Regions from separate parts of the Sus scrofa genome. Here all the other regions are linked to region 3. The links are chromatin contacts, called in public HiChIP or PLAC-seq and promoter capture Hi-C maps. All regions are on one chromosome and are shown on one strand. The core of a region is the stretch at or near the end of the contact, and the rest is flanking DNA. Distances in the headings are between cores, read along the strand shown. Region 1 holds the start of POLD4 (DNA polymerase delta subunit 4). Region 2 holds the start of LOC110259234. Region 3 holds the start of RHOD (rho-related GTP-binding protein RhoD). Region 4 holds the start of GRK2 (G protein-coupled receptor kinase 2).

The links. Promoter capture Hi-C pulls out the DNA fragments that hold promoters and counts their contacts. HiChIP or PLAC-seq counts read pairs in DNA pulled down with a chosen protein or histone mark.
Region 1: an H3K27ac HiChIP or PLAC-seq map of alveolar macrophages shows a contact between it and region 3. The contact joins the promoter of POLD4 here to the promoter of RHOD in region 3. A contact is called at or near these places in 1 of 5 promoter capture datasets (liver) and 1 of 2 datasets of contacts at active chromatin or transcription factors (alveolar macrophages).
Region 2: a promoter capture Hi-C map of fetal liver shows a contact between it and region 3, with 2.4 times the contacts expected there. The contact joins the promoter of LOC110259234 here to the promoter of RHOD in region 3. A contact is called at or near these places in 1 of 5 promoter capture datasets (fetal liver), 4 of 47 Hi-C or Micro-C datasets (blood, heart right ventricle, liver and 1 more) and 1 of 2 datasets of contacts at active chromatin or transcription factors (alveolar macrophages).
Region 4: a contact with region 3 is called in an H3K27ac HiChIP or PLAC-seq map of alveolar macrophages, with 7 times the contacts expected there. The contact joins the promoter of GRK2 here to the promoter of RHOD in region 3. A contact is called at or near these places in 4 of 5 promoter capture datasets (fetal liver, fetal skeletal muscle and liver), 1 of 47 Hi-C or Micro-C datasets (embryonic fibroblasts) and 2 of 2 datasets of contacts at active chromatin or transcription factors (alveolar macrophages and skeletal muscle).

Annotation. Positions count from the first base shown.
Region 1 is chr2:5,159,350-5,162,228 of Sscrofa11.1, reverse strand. It overlaps POLD4 (DNA polymerase delta subunit 4), which reads right to left and starts at 1,323. Exons shown (of 4, transcript XM_005660637.3): 1 at 983-1,323; 2 at 666-761; 3 at 342-453. The coding sequence starts at 1,295. All of the region lies in intron 2 of LOC110259234, which reads left to right.
Region 2 is chr2:5,180,117-5,182,907 of Sscrofa11.1, reverse strand. LOC110259234 reads left to right here and starts at 1,273. Exons shown (of 3, transcript XM_021082762.1): 1 at 1,273-1,846. The coding sequence starts at 1,323.
Region 3 is chr2:5,402,931-5,405,863 of Sscrofa11.1, reverse strand. RHOD (rho-related GTP-binding protein RhoD) reads left to right here and starts at 1,650. Exons shown (of 5, transcript XM_003353748.5): 1 at 1,650-1,834. The coding sequence starts at 1,724.
Region 4 is chr2:5,226,121-5,228,862 of Sscrofa11.1, reverse strand. GRK2 (G protein-coupled receptor kinase 2) reads left to right here and starts at 1,448. Exons shown (of 21, transcript NM_001244878.1): 1 at 1,448-1,531. The coding sequence starts at 1,461.

The DNA.
Region 1 (2,879 bases), core at 74-2,573, 240 kb after region 3:
CGGGGATGTGGGTGGAGGGAGAAACCAGAATCACTTAAGTCTCTTGATCTCATCTCACCAGCCCGGTCCTTGGCCAACCCCTCAGCACTAAAGAGTCCCTTGGGCCCTAGGAGAACCCCTCCTCCACCATTAGCTCAGAGATAAGAATTATTAAAGCGAGCTTCTGCTTCCTGAGCCATGCAACTTGTAGAACCTTCTCTCCTGCCCAGCAAGGACCTCCAAGGTTTCCCCTATTTCTCCCTCAGGTCAGAATAGCTCCCATCATGGGAGAGGGGTGCAGGCTGGTGGCGTCTGGAGAAGTCCCTGGCTCCCCTGAAAGCCCTCCCAAGCCTGTCTCTGACCTGCACTGGAAGCGGGGATCCCCGGGGTGAGTCTGCAGCACCTGGCGCACTTCTGGCGGTGGCGCCAGGCCCATCTGCTCTGCCCGATGCCAGCGCTGCAGCCGTGTGATCCCTGCCGGGTGTAGAGAAGACAGTGGGGGCTCGTGGGGAGCAGAAAAGAGTCCCTGCTAGAGGATGTGTGTGGAGGGGTGTGTCGGGACCTCCACACCCCCAGTCTCTGGAGACAGTGCCCAGAGGGTCAGGCAGGGGCTGGGGCTGCTTGAGACACGTGTGGGTGGCTGGACTGGCTCCAGAATGTGCTCTCCGGGCTTGAGGGACTCTCACCTGTGCAGGGCCCATACTGCCAGGCCAGGTCAAACTGCCTCAGCAGCTCCAGCTCCGCTTCATCCACGCTCGGGGGCGGGGGCTCGGGCTCTTCCTCTGCAATGACATGCCACTCCTCAGGCCTGCCCAGGCTTGTCCCCTGCCCCTCACCTCACAGCTGACCCACTGTTCCCCAGCCCTCACCACCCCTCTGCCTCTGCTGTCCGCTGCCAGGCCTGATGTAGGACACAGAGGACACACTTCACTTCCCCGGCCATTGCCCACGTCCTCTCAGGTCCCTCGCACCCATCCTCCCACCCCCCCCACACCTCAGAGACCTAGCTTCAGTGCCAGCTCCCCCTTGCTGTGCCCAGCGGGGCCCTCCCTCCTCTTCACTACTGGGTAGGAGTCAGTGATGAGCCGCTTCCGGCCCATGGCGGCCACCCAGGCAGGCGGAGAAGGAGGCGACTGCGGGGAAGAAGAGACAGGCCAGCGGGCACGAAAGAGACAGCTGCTGAGAGAGGGAGAGAGGGCTGGGGCCAGAGAGCGAGCCTGGGGCCAGCGACGGGTGGGCAGACAGATGACCCAGACCGGCAGAAAGGAAGTCCGAGGGTTCCAGGAATGACGCCTCTCCCCCACCCCCACAAGCATGCAAACAGCAAGGACCTCAGCCAATGGCAGGCCGCCTCGGCGGGGCGGGGCCTGGCTCCAGCCAATGGCGGGTGGCGCGGGCAGAGGGGGCGGGGCACCTGATGCAGCTGTGTTCTGGGGGGAGCAGGGGTGAGGCCGGGGTGGGGGACCTGTCACGACGCCCCAGACAGCACCACCTCCCCCTGCCCCACCCCCCCACTGGTCTGCAGTGGGTCTCGGGGGACTAACCGAGCGTTATCCTCAGCCTCTCACTTCCCGTTTTCCCTTCCTAGGCAAATGTTCTTTCAGCCTCGCTAATCCCCGTGGCCGGTTTGTAACTCCCCAGACTTCCACTCCCGCCCCTTGGCCCGCAGTGCGTTGTGGGGGCAGGTCTGGAGGTCCGGAGAGAGTCTGGGCTAATCCAGACCCCTTCCCTGCTCCCACCCCTCCCCCAACCGGCCCCTGGAGACCTGGCTGGAGAAGCCCGGGGGTTCTGAAATCTCCTTTCTCACGGTTGGCACCCAAGGACACTGCCCACACTTGGTCTAGGCAAGTGCTCTCTCTCCTGGGGTCCCACAGCCTGCCTCTGCCCACCCTCCTTGTCAGCAAGATTCCACACTGCTCAGGAGGCCAGATGTGTTTGGATTCCCAGTCCTTCATCAGTAAACTCTTTCCCAGTGTGAGAGTAGGAGCAGAAAATACCAGCAGTGAACCTGACACTTATGTGGCTCTTACAGTGTGCCGGGTGCTGTTCTAGGCACTTTCCCACTTAGTCACGCAACAAAAACAAACAGGAATGGTTCTTGAAAGTAGGAAGTGCTGATAGCCACAGGCATTATGGGGCCCCAGTGAAACCCCAGGAGCTCACAGGCTAAAGGGCAAGCAGATGGACTTACAGATCACAGTGCAAAGATAAAAGTCCTAACACACAGGTGAAGGGGGAAGGGTGGGTCAGAAATAAGTTGGCCCACAAGTCGGCTTAGCCCTGGAAGACCTCCTGGAGGAGGTGGGCTGCTGTGAACAGTATCTCTCAATTCTCCATCCATGACCTTTGTCCCTTGGGTTCCTCTCCTCGCTGACTCACCCCTAAACCCGCCTCCTCCTCGCCAACTTCCTGGCAGCAGGCAAAAGTGCTGGCCAGTGGGAGCCTGGGAATCAGAGCAGGGACCGGGCCAGCTCGACCTGCCCTCTCAAGAGCCCATCCACTCTTCCTTGCAGGGGTGCAGGGGCTGCCCAGAGGCTTCTGCCTTCACTGTCTCCCACTGCTCTGGGGTCTGGGGCTCTGCCTGCGCAGGAGAGGGAGGAGCAAGAACAGGCCGCTTCTTCAGGGCCTCCTCCCCCGGCTCTCCCCGTCCCTTCCTCAAGGAGGGACGAGTGGAGGAGTGAGAGCAGGAGGGCCCTTCCCTGCTTTATTGTTCGGGCTGGGCTCGGTCTAATCCTCTCATCTGCCTCTTGGACCAAGTGGGGCCCACGCTGAGGGAGATGGGGGCCCTGCTGTGTCGGGGAGGGGACCAGAGAGGCCCCTCCACCAGGGGTAGGAAGGGCTTGGGTGTAGGAGTACCCCGCGGAGGGATGGTGCCCAGGATCTGTGGGACTGACCACCCC
Region 2 (2,791 bases), core at 24-2,523, 220 kb after region 3:
TGCTTTTTTTTTTTTTTTCCAGCTGTGCCTGGGCATGCAGAAGTTCCCAGGCCACAACCATAACCAGACCCACAGCAGAGACAATGCTGGATCCTTAACTTGCTGAGCCATGAGGGAACTCCAAGGCTATAGTACATTTTTAATACAGAAAGTCACTGCCCAATTTCCTTCCAAGAAGTTGCACTAATTTACAGCGAATGGGAATGCTTCTTTATATTCTTAAAGGACTGCCCAGGAGTTCCTGCTGTGGTGCAACAGGATCAGTGGTGTCTTGGGAACGCTGGGATGCAGGTTCGATCCCTGGCTTGGCACAATGCGTTAAGGATCCCATGTTGCAAAGTTCCCGTCGTGGCTCAGCGGTAATGAACCCGACTAGTACCCGTGGGGATTCAGGTTCAATCCCTGGCCTCCTTCAGTGGGTTAAAGGATCCGGCGTTGCCAGTGAGCTGTGGCATAGCTCACAGAGGCCGCTCAGATCCCCAGTTGCTGTGGCTGTGGTATAGGTCAGCAGCCGCAGCTCCCATTCAACCCCAGACCTAGGTACCTCCATGTGCCACAGGTGCCACCCTAAAAAGCAGGGGGGGAAAAAAAAAAAAAAAAAAGGAGCCCATTTTCCATAACTGTGGCTTAGGTCACAGCCGTGGCTTAGGTCTCAACTGTGGCTCCGGATCTGATCCATGGCCTAGGAACTCCATACGCTGCGGGGCAGCCAAAAAAGGAAAAAAAAAAGGACTGTCCAGTCTGCCCATCATCTCATAGGAACATTACAACACTCTCAGGGGAGAAAGGGGAGCCATTACAACTACCACTGTTTGGGAAATTAGGAGGCCGAAGCCCAGAGAACTGGATTTCCGATAGAAGCGGAATGATGCTCGGTTTCTAGAGCTCAGTCCCGAGCCCTAACTCGGGAGTGGAGAAGGTGGTTCCCGGACAATCAACCCTCTGGGTGCGGAAGCCGGAGGGAGGGTCAGGACGACCCCTGCTCACGGGGTGCCGATTCAACTCCCACGGGATGCAGGAGCCTCTCAGGAGCTGGAGCGGCCGCCCCGCCCCGGCTGGGACACCTGCGCGACCGGAGCGGGCATCTCTCGGGCAGCCCGTCCCTCCCGGGCCAGCTCCCACCTCCGCATCGTTGTCCCTCCGTCGGGCCCGGCTCGGCCCGGGCTGGGGGGGTCCCCTCGTTAGAAGGTTTTCAAACCGCAAAAGTGAACGAGCCGAAGAGGCCGTGACCTCCCTCCCCCTTCTTTACCCCGCCCCCCGACGCCTCAGAGCCGGGGCCGCAGAAGGAACTACGTTTCGGGCGGGCCTCCGCGGCCTCTCCTATGCGGGTAGAGCCCGGAAAGGGCCCAGCAGGGCCAGGGAACCCGGCGCCTCTGCCCGGACCGCGGCGCTGCGGCGCCACCTCGCGCCTGTTCGTCTGCCGCCGGGCCACAGCCCGGAAACCACACTTCCCAGCCTGCCTAGCGCGTCCGCGCAGGCGCGAAGAGCCTCTTTTTTTCGTTACCATGGGAACGTCCCGCTCCCGGGTCCCGGTGGTTGGACCCTGTGGAGCGTCAAGCTGTTGCTCACCCTCAGGTGCCCTGGCGTCAGGTCCGGGTCAGCCGACTGCTGAGCGGGCAGAGCGGCAGCCTGGGGAGAGGAGACCCAGTGCTTCTAAATGCTCGGTGCCGGGCGTCCGCGCGCTCCTGGGGCCTCGGCGTTCGGAGGCGAAGGGGCCGGGGAGGCCCGGGTTGGCGAGGCCACGTCCGGCTCTGGCCTGCGCGGCCCCGCTCGTTCCACGCCAGCGCTTGCCACCCCCGGCCGAGGGCGGGCGCGCCGCCGACAGGCACTCCCGGGGCGCAGGCCGGTGAGTTGATGATTGCAGGGAGCGCCGGGCCGGATAACGAGCGCGCCCGGGGTTGGCCCCATTTCTGCCCCTGGTGGATCCGAGACCCGGGGCTCAGCCCTCTGGGCGTTCCCTCCCCCTTGTGTAAAATGGAGTTTGGATCGGAACCTTGTTTCCGTGGCAGAGCCGCCCCTGGCTCTGTGTGACCTGAGGGGCAAGCCCAAGTTCCCCTCTTTGAAAGTGAGGAGGTTGAAACAAATGATCCCTAAGATCTCTCCTGGCGGATATGGTGTCCTTGCCCTCAGTGCACACCAAGTGCGAGAAGAAAAAAAGGGACCTGGATGATTGGAGCAAGAATCTCAGCTCAGGGGAGTTCCCATCGTGGCGCAGTGGTTAACGAATCCGACTAGGAACCATGAGGTTGCGGGTTCGGTCCCTGCCCTTGCTCAGTGGGTTAACGATCTGGCATTGCCGTGAGCTGTGGTGTAGGTCGCAGACGCGGCTCGGATCCCGCGTTGCTGTGGCTCTGGCTGTGGCTCTGGCGTAGGCCGGTGGCTACAGCTCCGATTCGACCCCTAGCCTGGGAACCTCCATATGCCGCAGGAGCGGCCCAAGAAATAGCAACAACAACAACAAAAAAAGACAAAAAGACAAAAAAAAAAAAAAAAAAAAAAAAAAAAAAAAAAAAAAAAAGAATCTCAGCTCAGGATCTGTAGTCAGAGACACTTGAGTAGGTGACTTTGGGTAAAGTTACTGCTTCTCTTGAGCCTCAGTGTCCTTCTTGGCAAAATGGGGGTAGTGATAGAACTGCCTCAGGTTTTTTGAAGGTTGAATGGGGGTAAGTTTTTTTCTTTGTTTGTTTTTGTCTTTTTAGGGCCACATCTGCGGTATAGGGAGGTTCCCAGGCTAGGAGTCTAATGGGAGCTGCCGGCCGACGCCAGAGCCACAGCAACGCCAGATCTGAGC
Region 3 (2,933 bases), core at 401-2,900:
GCCCTGGTAAGCTTGGAATGGGACTCGAGGGCCTGGGCTCTGCCTCTGGGCAGTGGGGGCAGTGCCTCTTGCCCTGGTTGCCTGTTTGGGCCACAGGTGAGGTTCAAAGGGGCCGAGGATGGTTTTTCACCTTTGTGGTTTGAACGCTGTGAGGAACGATGCCATGGCTCATGGGGGGAGGGGGTGAACCCCAAAGACCTTTGCCCTCTGTTTCTTTGAGCTTCAGTGAAAACACTCCGGGATCTGGGGAGGCCCTTGGGCCTGTTTCAAAATACTTTATTTTTTCGCTTTTCAGGGCCGCGCCCACAGCACATGGAGGGTCCCAGGCTAGGGGTCGAATCGGAGCCTACACCACAGCCACAGCAACGCCAGATCCAAGCTGCATCTGCAACCTACACCTCAGGTCATGGCAATGCCGGATCCTTAACCCACTGATCGAGGCCGGGGATCCAACCCGCAACCTCATGGTTCCTAGTTGGATCATTTCTGCTGCTCCACGACGGGAACTCCTAAAATAGATATTTCAATCCAGGCTGCTAACAGGGGTAGGAGGTCAGGTGGTAGTAAGTCCCCAGGGCAGTTCTGCATTTATTCCTGGCATCTAGATGGTTCCACCATCAAGGCCCTGTTTAACCCTCAGCCTCACCCTAACCCAACCTCAGCCATCATGGCAGGAAAGATCTGCGCCCTGCCCCTCTGCACAGCCCCCTCATGGCCCCATACCTTGCACATGTTTCTCCCTCCATTTGGAACCCTCTTCCCTTCCCCCATCTCACCACGTCTCACATTTTCCTCAAGACTCTGGGCCCTCTTCTCAGAAGGGTTTCCTGACCACCTTCAGCCCTGGCGAGGAGCCCGGCTTCCCGACTCCCGTCTGCTGCCTGTCCCCACCACCACCACCGGGGCCCTTACCACACGGGCATCCAGCCTGTCTCCCATTCTAGGCCGTGGGAGAGACCCCGGTGGGAGACTTGGACTTCAATGGTTCAGGGTCCCCAGGTCCTGGGCACAGAGCCACCAGTGTTGGTTAAGTCCTAAGAATCACTCACACATGGCATCGCCAGCTGTGAGCCAGACCTGCTCTAAGCCCTGCACACATGGAAGGTTCCATGGCTTTCCCCAGATCATGCCCCGGCAGAGGTGAGACCCACCTGTAGTGAGACTTCCTGGTGTGGCTGGGGGCGGGTGGCAGTGCCAGTGACTAACCCATACTGGTGTGCCCTCCCCGCATGCCCTGGAACACCACGGGGACTGTGCTGTGCTCTGTCTCCAGAGCTGCGGAGCAGATGCACCTTCATTCATTCAGTCAGTCAATCAAAAATCACTAGCTCCGCTGGCTGCTCCACCTAGACTGGGCCGTAGGGCCCCAGCGCGGCCTGCGGAGCTAGTAGACCAGCAGGGCTGATCCGCGCTTCCCTGCTCCCCGGGAAGTGGGCCCAGAGCCCCCTCTTCCCCTTCCACAGCATCGCTGCCCGGCTACTTTCCTCCCATCAGATGGGCGTGCGCCGGGTCCCCCGCCGTGGCCTCCGCGCTGGCACACAGCAGGGGCGGTAGGGGCTCTGGGGCTCTGGGGCTGCCCGGGGCCTGGGACCCGAGGGGCCGGGCCTCTCACCTGGGCCGCCCGCCGCCGCCCGCACTTCCTCCCGCCGCCCCGCCCCTTCCACATTCCTGCCCCGCCGGCCCCAGCTCGCCGCTCTCGGCGCCGGCCCTCCGCTGCCCCGCGATGAAGGCGGCCCGGGCCGAGCGCGAGGAGGTCAAGGTGGTCCTGGTGGGCGACGGCGGCTGCGGGAAGACGTCGCTGCTGATGGTCTTCGCCGAAGGCGCCTTCCCCGAGGTGAGCGGCAGCCCCTCGGGGCGCAGCGGGGCGCGCGGCCTGGGCGCATCCTTCCCCCCCACCCCACCCCCCGACGGGCTCGGGTCCTGCCTCCCAGCGGAGCGTGGGCTCCAAGGCCATTCTTGCTCTGCCATCGGGAGTGAAGGCCTCCGTGAGATCGTCTGTCAAGTGCCAAGAACGGCACTGCCAGGGGGGGTGTCCCAGGGACGGACCTAGGCCACCTGGGGACTCAGGGAGCCCTTGGTGGCCCAGCACGGCTAAGAGGGACGGCCGGCTCTGGAGCCAGGCCGCCTGGCTTCAGATCATGACTCTGCCACTTAAAGCTGTGTGACCTGCGGCCCGCCCCTTACCCTCTCTGTGCCTGTTTCCTTAAACCGTGCCACAGGAGTAATGATGGCGCCCACCTCCCAGGGTCGCTGTGCGGAATGGGTTCTTATAGGTCAGAGGCCAGCTCTGAGCTGCAACAGAAAGGACTCACTGAGAGGCAGCACAAGTTTTTCTGGAGAAACATCACTTCTCCCAACTCCTGCCCCGGCCGTGGGTGTCCCTTGGGCTCAGCCTTGGAGGGGAAGAGCACATGGGCTCGCCAGGCAGCTGGGTTGGCACCTCAGCCTCTCTAACAAACCCCGGGGGCCTCGGTACCTCGCTCAGCCTCTGGAGCCTCCCTTTCCTCACTCGACCTCGGGGGGAGGAGCGACCAGAGGGTGGGGGTGAGGTGGAATGAAGGTAAGGCTGAGAGAGCCCCTGGGTACCTGGCACATCCTTGATGCCTGGGCTCTGGATTGTCCTGGGCTGTGGACTGTCAGCCCTTCTCCAGCATGTTCATTGGCTCTCCAGGCAGACTGGCCGGCACCAGGACAGGGGCTGGACCACCCACCACCCACACTGCCTGCCCCCACCCCCTCAGCCCAGTTCTCCTGGGAGTCCCTGGATCTGCTTCCCGTATGACCTCTTCCCCCCCGCTGCCCCCATCCTGGCTCAGCATCCTTCGAACCCCTGGGGTGGTGCAGCGCTGGGGAATTGGATGGAGGAGGCAGGAGAGGCCAGGCCTGGTAACGGTGTCAGCCTTTCTTTCCACTGTGGCAGCATCAAGCCGACT
Region 4 (2,742 bases), core at 199-2,698, 180 kb after region 3:
GCAGGAGGAGTGAGGATTGGGACTCATGGAGGTCTGGAGTCTGACTGCATTTTTCAGCTCCCAGGTCCATGGCAACCTGTTCAATGTTCTAGGTCCAGTCTCAGTCCCAGTTGGATGTCCTGGTCCTGGGTCCATGTTCAGAGTTTTTTGGGGTTTTTTTGTCTTTTCGCCATTTCTTGGGCCGCTCCTGCAGCACATGGAGGTTCCCAGGCTAGGGGTCTAATCAGAGCCGTAGCCACCACCCTATGCCACAGCTCATGGCAACGCCGGATAATTAACCCACTGAGCAAGGCCAGGGACCGAACCCGAAACCTCATGGTTCCTAGTCGGATTCGTTAACCACTGCGCCACGACGGGAACTCACCATGTTCAGAGTTTTTGATGTTGGGTCTAGAACCCTGGTCTGCAGTGAATGGCCCACATCTGGGTCTGGGCCCTGCTCTCAAGTCCAGGGTTTAGGGTCATGATAGCGGTCTGAGTCTGAGGGTGGGATCAAGGTTGGGGTCAGCAACCAAGGTGGGATGGAGGTCGTGGTCCGTGGGTGGCATCAAGTGTTTGAGGTCATGGTCCACAATCTGGGTCTGGGGTCAGTGGTAGGGTCTGGATGTGAAGGGCGGGGGGGTGGGCTCAGAGTGTTGATCCCAGGCCATGGTCAGAGTCTGAGGTGGTGGTCCAAGGTCTAGGTCTGAGGTCCTGTTCGGAGTCTGGGGTCAGGAATGTTATCCGGGTCTGCGGTGCGATTTCCGACTGTGTCCAAGGTCAGGGGTCAGGGGTTACAGCCAGGCTCTGAGACCCAAGTCCCTGGGATTACGTTCTGAAACGCCAGTCTGCGGTCCCGGCCATGGCCTCTTGTGGAGTCTGGGATCCGAGCTGCGGTCCAGGTCTGGGTCTGGGGGCTTCTTCGGGCCAGGTCCCTGCCGTGTTCCACGTCCGGGGTCAGGGTCTCGGCTGAAGGTTGGGGTCCGAGATCCGAGGCCACGGGGCGGAGCTGAGACGGGGTCCGGGTGGCCCCGGGGGTCAGTCTCAGGCCACCCGCGCGGCCTCCAGGGGGCGCCGCCGCCCGGCCGCCCGGCCCCTCGCGGGCTCGCTGGCGCTGTGCGCGGCAGGCGGGGCCGGAGGCGGCGGCGGCTCCGGGGCGCGGGTGGCGGCGGCGGCGGCGGCGGCGGTGGCGGTGGCGGCGGCGGCGGCGGCGGCGGCCCGACTGCAGTCCCGGCGGGAGCGGAGCGAGCCGGGGCCGGGCCCGAGCCGGCGCCATGGGGCGGCGCCGCCTGTGAGCCGCGGCGAGCGGAGCCGCGGGCGCCCAGCGGGGCCAGGCGGGCGGCGGCGCCCGAGGCCGACGGAGCGGCCGGGCCGGGCCGAGCGCGCCGAGCGGAGCGGAGCGGAGCCGAGCGGCGGGAGAGGCCGCCGCCGCCGCCAAGATGGCGGACCTGGAGGCGGTGCTGGCCGACGTGAGCTACCTGATGGCCATGGAGAAGAGCAAGGCCACGCCGGCCGCGCGCGCCAGCAAGAAGATCCTGCTGCCCGAGCCCAGGTGAGGCGGGCGCCGGCCCCGCGCCCCGCGGCCCCAGACCCCCGGGCACTGGCCCCGGGACCCCTTCTGCCCCCGGCGCCCCGGGCCTGTGCACCTGAACCCGGCGCGCCCCAGCGCCGGGCTTGCCAGCTCCCCTGGCTCCCCGACCCGCCCGGTGCCCCCTGCCCCACTGTGCCTCCCTCTCCCGTCACACACTCTGCCTGGCCCCGGTCTCTGTCGGCCCCAGGGGCTCCCTGCTCCCCTTCATTCTCCTCGGGTAGCCCTGGGTCCCCTCCCCTGCCTGCCCCATCTGCCTGGCCGGACTCTTCCTCCCTTCGTTCCGCTGCCCCTGCTCCCAGCACCCGCCCCCCGGGTGCCACTGCCCCCACCCTGGCCCCCTCGGGTGGACACTTGCCTGAGGTTTGGGGGATACTGGGTCTTCCCCATTCTTCGGGTGGGTCGTTGGCTTGGGGTGGGGTTTGAATTCGGCTTTAGGGGCTGGGGCGGTGGTGGGGAGCAGGGTACGGTGTGCGCCCCATCCCATTAAGACACCATCTGTCCCTCTCCCCGCGAATTCGTCCTCCGGCAGGCCCTGCTTGCGGTGCCCTGTGGGTGCCATTTGCCAGGGGACGTCCCGGCACCCCTGCAGCAGCTGGACCACGGCTGCCACCTCTCTGTGAGACAACTGATGACATTGCACCTGATATCAAAGTTTAAACTGTTCAGGATTTAGGGACAGGAACAGACAGGATACAGGCAGTAGCTCAGGCTGTCCAGTGTTTTATGGCTTCTAGAGTATTTTCCCATTGTTTGAGCGTCAAGCAGCCCATGGGTGGGTAGAACCAGTGTGGAACAGGTGGGGAAGCCGAAGGCCCAGATGGGAGTAGCCTGCTCAGTGTCACAGGTAGTCCAGGGTGGTGCCTGGCTGCCAGATCAGGGCTTCCGGCTGCTGGTTCCACAATGTGGCCACCCTTCTGGCCTGAGCGGGGACCTGTTATTCTGCAACTGCAAGAGCCACGGGCCTACCACCAGTCCCAGCAACTCCTCTATCTCTGCCTGGGAGTTGCCATGCTGAGGCCCAGCCGGCCCAGCCGGCCCAGGAGCCTGGGCCCCTCTGAGCTGTCATGGTCTTATCATGTGACTTTGGGCAAGTCCCTTCCCATTTCAGGGCCTCAGTGTTCTCATCTGTGAAACGCGGTGGGTGCGAAATAAGGACTGTGACCGTGGCATCC